Regions from separate parts of the Gasterosteus aculeatus genome. Here region 2 is linked to region 1. A link is a contact called in public Hi-C data. All regions are on one chromosome and are shown on one strand. The core of a region is the stretch at or near the end of the contact, and the rest is flanking DNA. Distances in the headings are between cores, read along the strand shown.

Region 1 (3,137 bases), core at 256-2,755:
CCCCCACACACTCCCTGCTCCCTGTATGCTAATGTTCCCTCTCTCCAGGTGCACGGATGCATATTCATGAAGGGTTCACGTTCGGCCCACGACAGCCTCTCTAAACAAACAAAACACAAACATGCTCCATCCTCTGAATCTCATACAGTTCTCCATTAGTCCGTAGGTCTTCTCTTATGCACAATCTTATTGCCCAAAACCATGGCGAACATCAGCGTCAACTATACTTCACAAATATGTTTCCCATTCGAAGGTCCGCCGCCCCTTCCTTCCTACTCTTACCCCCCTCGCCCCTCTATCTCTCCTCACATCACTCACCCGCTGATTGAAGTGCCCCGGGGTTCCCATTGCCGCAAACAAAGAGCTTCAGTGGGTGGGTGAGGGGGGGTGTACAAATCCTATTAACACACAAAGGCAATCCTTCTGCCCTGGCATCAAGATATGATGTAAGACGTCACTAAATTGGAATTGTAAGTAGAAACCATTAATTCTGACGTCGGCGTGATGGATGTATTGCCTTTAATGAAGCATAAATGATAACAAATCATCTGTTTTATGAATATTTGTGAAGAGACAAAGCATTGCGGTTTTGTAATCCGGTGAACAAAACACTAACGATGATAAAATAGATATAAACCTTCTCAAATCGTTGACTGTCACGGGCTGTAGATGACAATGGATGGAGAAAATCATAAATCAGCAGACGTTGCCTGGGAGCATCAATATGTGCGCCTCTGAATGCGTCGGTTTACAAAGCGGGCGCTCCCCTGCAGCCACACCCGATGTCTCACTCACAGCAGAAGATTAAGACATTGAAATACTCATTTGACAGGCGTGTGATACACCCGGCGAGTCACGCGTCCTCCGCCTAACCCTTCCGGTTTCACGTGTTAACGCGCTGAGCGGCCAAGCTGGTGCTTGTGTAATCTCACAGGAGCCCGGAGGTTAAAACAAAGGAAAGGGCAGTAAGTCGTTGTTCCCCCGGCGGGGTTAAGAGAAGTGTAGAACAACGGGCCGTCTGCAGCAGACGAGGACTGCAGTGGTGTTCAGCTCGTAACGTGGATGTTTTTCTGGGGCTTTTCTCACTCAATGTTCTCGCCTCCTATTTAAGAATAAGAATGATGCTGTCGACCACAAAAGAGGCCACCAGCTATTTTCACCTTTCCGCAACACATTTTATAAATGCTTTATTTCATTTTGCTCTTTTCTAGGGACAGAGACCACCATCTGAAAACCTTCAAATCTGTGGTGCCTGCCAGCAAACTGGTCGACTGGCTGCTCTTGCAGGTAATGAGTGCCCGTTGTAGAGGACTCTCTTTCCCGTTTGAGTGTATATATAAATCTTCGCTATTTATTCCATTGTATATGAAACTAGCCACCCAAATAACCTAATTTAAACGAAGTCTTTATATACATTTATTAAAGTCACCTTGCATTGATCCTCATCCCAGCTACACACAGAAGCTCAGGCGCTGCAGCCTGTTGCGTTACGGTGTAACTGACCAACTGTATGCGTCACTGGTTTGGTTTCCCAGGGAGACTGCTCGACCCGAGAGGACGCGGTGACGCTGGGCATTGGGCTCTGCAACAACGGCTTCATGCACCACGGTTGGTACAGTTCACCCATCTCACACGTCATTTCAGCATGAGATAACAGGAACTCAATGGAACTTTGACTTCTGTGGGAGTGTCTCTTGTCCTCACTCATTTTGTTGTTGTCTCCTTATTAAAAAAAAATATTTTATTTTTTATAGCTCAAAATCACAAATTACAAATTTGCCCCAGAGTGCTTTACAGTCTGTATACGCGCAACATCCTCTGTCCCGATGCCTCACGTCGGCACAGGATAATAAAAAACGATAAAAAACCCCGTCAATGACGTGAGGGGCTATGAGTGTTAAATAAAGCTTCAGATAATAAGCACATAATTAGCCGCTTGTACTGAAGATTATCCACTAATTAACTTATTTTAGCTAGAGCTGTGAAAATTGCGATGGCATCAGATACTCTGGCGACAGGAAGTGAGGCTGCACACTTGCCATAAAAATGTAACATCAATCTCTCCTCTGTCACGCAGTCTTTTCTTGAAAATATTTGCAAGTGCAACTTCACTGACTACGTTGCAGCGGAGCAGCTCGGACGTCTTTCCCAGCGTGTTGCGTAAACAGCTTTAGCAGAGTACTCTAACCAGAGCGGAACTACATTGCTGTCTGGGTCGTTCCACTGAACCAGGACCGCTGGTTGAGGTCTTGAATTGAAACATCCAGCTTCATTGGCGCACAAATGTGTTGCGTGTAAAACGAGACCCACTTAAAAGAAGCACTTAGTGGTGGAGTACGGAGAAAGTAACATGAAGACATCGCTTCCCGGTGTGTATAGTGACTCATACCAACTGGAATCTAGGATGAAGAAGTTGAATTAGGTCTTCTGGTTTGAACGGAAGTGGTTTGATTTCCGAAGGATCCTGGTAACCCTTTAACAAGTACTGCACAGGTGTTCTTGCAGGTTACACACAGGCAGACTTCATGGGTGGTAGTGAACAGTACCACGGCTTAAATGGAGCCCAAACCCCTGCTGATTTAAAAACAAGGAACGGCTCACAGGAAGTTTCACAGTGACTTTATCCTCACTTTCAGATCCTCACGCATTTGCCTTTTTCCCTCCACCATCTGTTTGAAGGTGTCACCTGTTCTCCCTCCGCTCTGCTCTTCTTCAGGGTCACAACCTGCCGTCGCTCCGCTCAGCCGGGCTGCACACCTCCCCTCTCCTCCGCTCTGTAGTCTTTACTTAGCACATCCTCTCTCTCTTCACCCGGTGAAGGGATCTGCTTTTTTATTCTGCCCTTGTCTTCCTTGAGTCTCTTTTCATGCGTGTGTGGCTGTTTGTCTTATGAGGTTACTGGTGGGAGGATCCCTGAAGATGGATCATTTACAACTCATCGTTTGACAGTATACCAATACTGAAAGTAGCAGTAAGGGAAGACTTTCTTCACCACAACGTTCTGATCTACGTAATCCAGTTATTCACGAGGAAACCAAACATAATTCATTATTCTGAAGTACTTCTCTAAAAAGTTGTTTGACTAAATATTCAACAGAATGAGCCTTTAAACGGTTTTCAGGGTGTTCGGGCTTTAT
Region 2 (3,034 bases), core at 499-2,998, 36 kb before region 1:
CGACGTTTGCAGGGCTGATATCAAATGACCACGAGAGACATTTAAGGTCTGAAACTGAATAATGAACTCGTCAGAAATAATCGTTTGCCACACTACACACGTTTAAACTTATTTTTTTCATAATTTCCCTCACTTTTGTTTACTCACTGTACTTCTGGTTTTGATTGGAGCCTGTAACAATGTGAATTTATTTATCACAGCGACAAACGGGGCAAACATCTCTTGGGTTTCTTTGGAGGAGTCTTAATGCACTGAGCACGTTTATTTTCTACTCCTGTTTACCCTACATGTCTTTTCTTTTAAAACTGGGGCATTTTTGAAAGCAACCCCCCACCCCCGCTGAAGGAAGACTTTTACCTAGCGAAGTATGAATGAAGGAAAAGGCGCAGTTGAGTTTTTTTTTTTTTAACCTATCATGTTTAATAGTGCAACTTACTTTTTATGACAGTGCTTTCTGCACGTGCCTTTTCTTTTGGAAGAAAAAAGTACATTGAATACTCTTCAGAACTACATACAATCAGTCATACATTGTATACTATGTTACTCCTCTGGTGTTTGATCATATTTAAAGATTTGCCATGTACAGAAGTGGAGGATATGTAAATATATGATAGTGTAAGGCATTTACAAGCTGTCTGTTGCATTCCTCATCTGAGGTGGCGAGAAAAAGTTTTGTATGTATGCAGTTATGTGTGGGAGCCTCACAATGGGTATTGAATGTAACATGCATCAATTAAAACTATTATTGACATTTTAATTTTCTCCTGTTCCTGATGTTTCGCCTGTTATTCACAGGATGGATCTCACTTACTTTTCTTATTCACCTTATACTCCTTTTCCACCAACAATAATAAACACAGCAAAGGCAGCTCACGTGTGATCCAGTATCGCGAGACCAGACGCCCGTAGCGGCACGAGACTCCAACGATCCCGCGTTAAAAAAAAGGACAACTTGTCGTCAAAGCGGGCAAAGGTTGCTGCTGTAACAAATGACAAGGGAGGGTGGTTACTGTTAGTAGAGCCGATAACCCGTTAGACATGTTGTTTTATCACGTTAGCGGTGCGTGTCGTTCCGCGCGCATCCGGCAGAGGGCGCCTTCCTCCCAAACACCAGCCACCATGTAAGCTAACTCACTCAAACTTTTGAAACGTTTAATAGAGTTAAAGGTTTGTCCCCTTATTTAAAATACAGGCTTTAAAGCAACAGCTATAACAACTCAGTAAAGCTTTTACTTAAAGTCTTAGTTTCTGCTGGGATATATGTGCATTCGGCCACGAAGCAGTAACTTAAATAGATGCTTCCATTAGCCTCCTAACAGGCCGTCCCACGTCGGGTATTTCAAGTCACTCGTTAGTAACTCTGGGACCATGTTTTTATCATGTTGAAATACGGTATTAATATTTTTACATCACGTCCTCAAATATTTATGACCTACTCGGGCACGTTAGACATTCTCCAGTAAACACGCTGAATTAGCTCGATTCAGTGCAGCTGCCGTGTTTTTAGTTGGTCAGCGGGTTCACTTAATTATTTATTGTGCTTTTTAATGTCCCTTTGCCACAGTAGCTTAATTCATGTAGCGTTAAGCCTCAATGACCACCGTCACAGATGTTTCCCTCAACGTCTTATTTGTTTTTGTGCGCTCAATAGAGCAGTGAGTTGCGGCCCCCTGCGCGCGCGCGTGTATGTGTGTGTGTGTGTGCGCGCGCGCCGGGTCCTCCCCCCTCCTCCCATCTGAACCCCTCCACTGTCGCGCGGCTCCCTCCCAGCTGGTGCTGCGGCCACACACACACACGCACGCACACGCGGAGCCTCTCTTCTGTCCGTTTGGCACTTTTCAGTGTGGAACTTCATCTCCCGTGTTTGAGTGCACGCGCGTGTCTGCCGCAGCTCGCGAGGTTTTTTTTCTTCTTCTTTTCTTCTGCTTTTAGGAGGAACTTGCCGCACTCGCGATGGACTGAAGCGTCAAACTCTGCAAAGTGTGGATACTTGGAACCGGGAGAGTAACGTCAATCTGTGCAGAGAGGCGCCCGGCGGAGGGGCTTTAACCGGGCACCATGGACGAGGACGACGCGCGCCAGGAGAACGGCGTCCACGCCACCAAGGACTCGGACCGCCAGCAGCGGCTCCGGCTCTGCGTTTTAAACGAAATACTCAACACCGAGCGGGATTACGTGCGCACGCTGCTCTTCCTCCAGTCGGTACGTTTTTGACACGAATCGCCGCTTCACGTTGCTCCCGTGTGCGCGCTCGCGTGGAGCGGCTCGCGCCGCGTGATAAATGTGAATTGTAATATTCCACCTGGCTGCAGTTTACAGGCTGAGTTTCACCTTCAGCCAGCAGCAATTCGTCGGGAGTTCGGTGTGATGTTTTGCGCACACGCGTCGCTCCTGTTTTGTATTCAGGCTTTTAAATCCCACCTCATTGTTATTTGTGTGCATATAGAGAGAGCTTGACCCTCCTCATTGCATCGTTTCATTGTGCTTTTTATTGTCAGCTTTATTCGCAGGCTGCTGGACACGCGCAGTAATCGCTGCTGTGTCTTAATTTTCTGTAATCTTAGCTCACGCTTTTAATGGAAATAAGGTTACCTGAGTAGTACATTCCTTGGGAAGATTCGATTAGGTGTGTGTGTGTGTGTGTGTGTGTGTGGTTGGGGGGTCATTCCCTTGTGTTTAAGCCCCAGGTGAAAGAGAATCACAGAAGAGCTTAATCCACGCTGACTTTGCAAATAAATAGATATTCATGAGCGTTCAGCACCAACACGCCTCCCCGCTTCCTGACACGCATGAGAAACCAGCCACTTCGCTCATCGGCTGCCTTTTGTTGAATGATCTTGTTGTCGTGGTATCGATGATCTCTCGTCATCAGCGGTGCTTGTTGTGCAGTGCAGGTGGCTTCTGCGTCCAGCCGGTGCAAAGTCAGTGTGGCTTCGCCGACTTTATTATAAAGCTTCATTGCTGCCTGTAAGGAAATCCCCTATTTTGTGTGCAAGGGTGTCAAAGGTCAGGGTCCGCTCCAAAACACAAACCT

What was found. A called contact is a pair of places that touch in the nucleus more often than the background predicts.
Region 2: a Hi-C map of skeletal muscle shows a contact between it and region 1, with 2.1 times the contacts expected there. The contact joins the promoter of prex1 here to the enhancer-like site in region 1. A contact is called at or near these places in 3 of 6 Hi-C or Micro-C datasets (skeletal muscle, tail fin and whole body).

Annotation. Positions count from the first base shown.
Region 1 is chr2:17,924,044-17,927,180 of fGasAcu3.hap1.1, reverse strand. It overlaps prex1 (phosphatidylinositol-3,4,5-trisphosphate-dependent Rac exchange factor 1), which reads left to right. Exons shown (of 40, transcript XM_040194210.2): 14 at 1,212-1,287; 15 at 1,536-1,608. Among protein-coding and RNA genes, the nearest start is that of LOC120829627, 34 kb to the right of the region's middle. Within about 2 kb of position 1,505, at least 1 of the 9 cell types and tissues checked has open chromatin away from gene starts, as enhancers often do.
Region 2 is chr2:17,960,044-17,963,077 of fGasAcu3.hap1.1, reverse strand. prex1 (phosphatidylinositol-3,4,5-trisphosphate-dependent Rac exchange factor 1) reads left to right here and starts at 1,748. Exons shown (of 40, transcript XM_040194210.2): 1 at 1,748-2,202. The coding sequence starts at 2,059. It overlaps LOC120829788 (ral GTPase-activating protein subunit beta), which reads left to right. Exons shown (of 31, transcript XM_078085764.1): 31 at 1-757.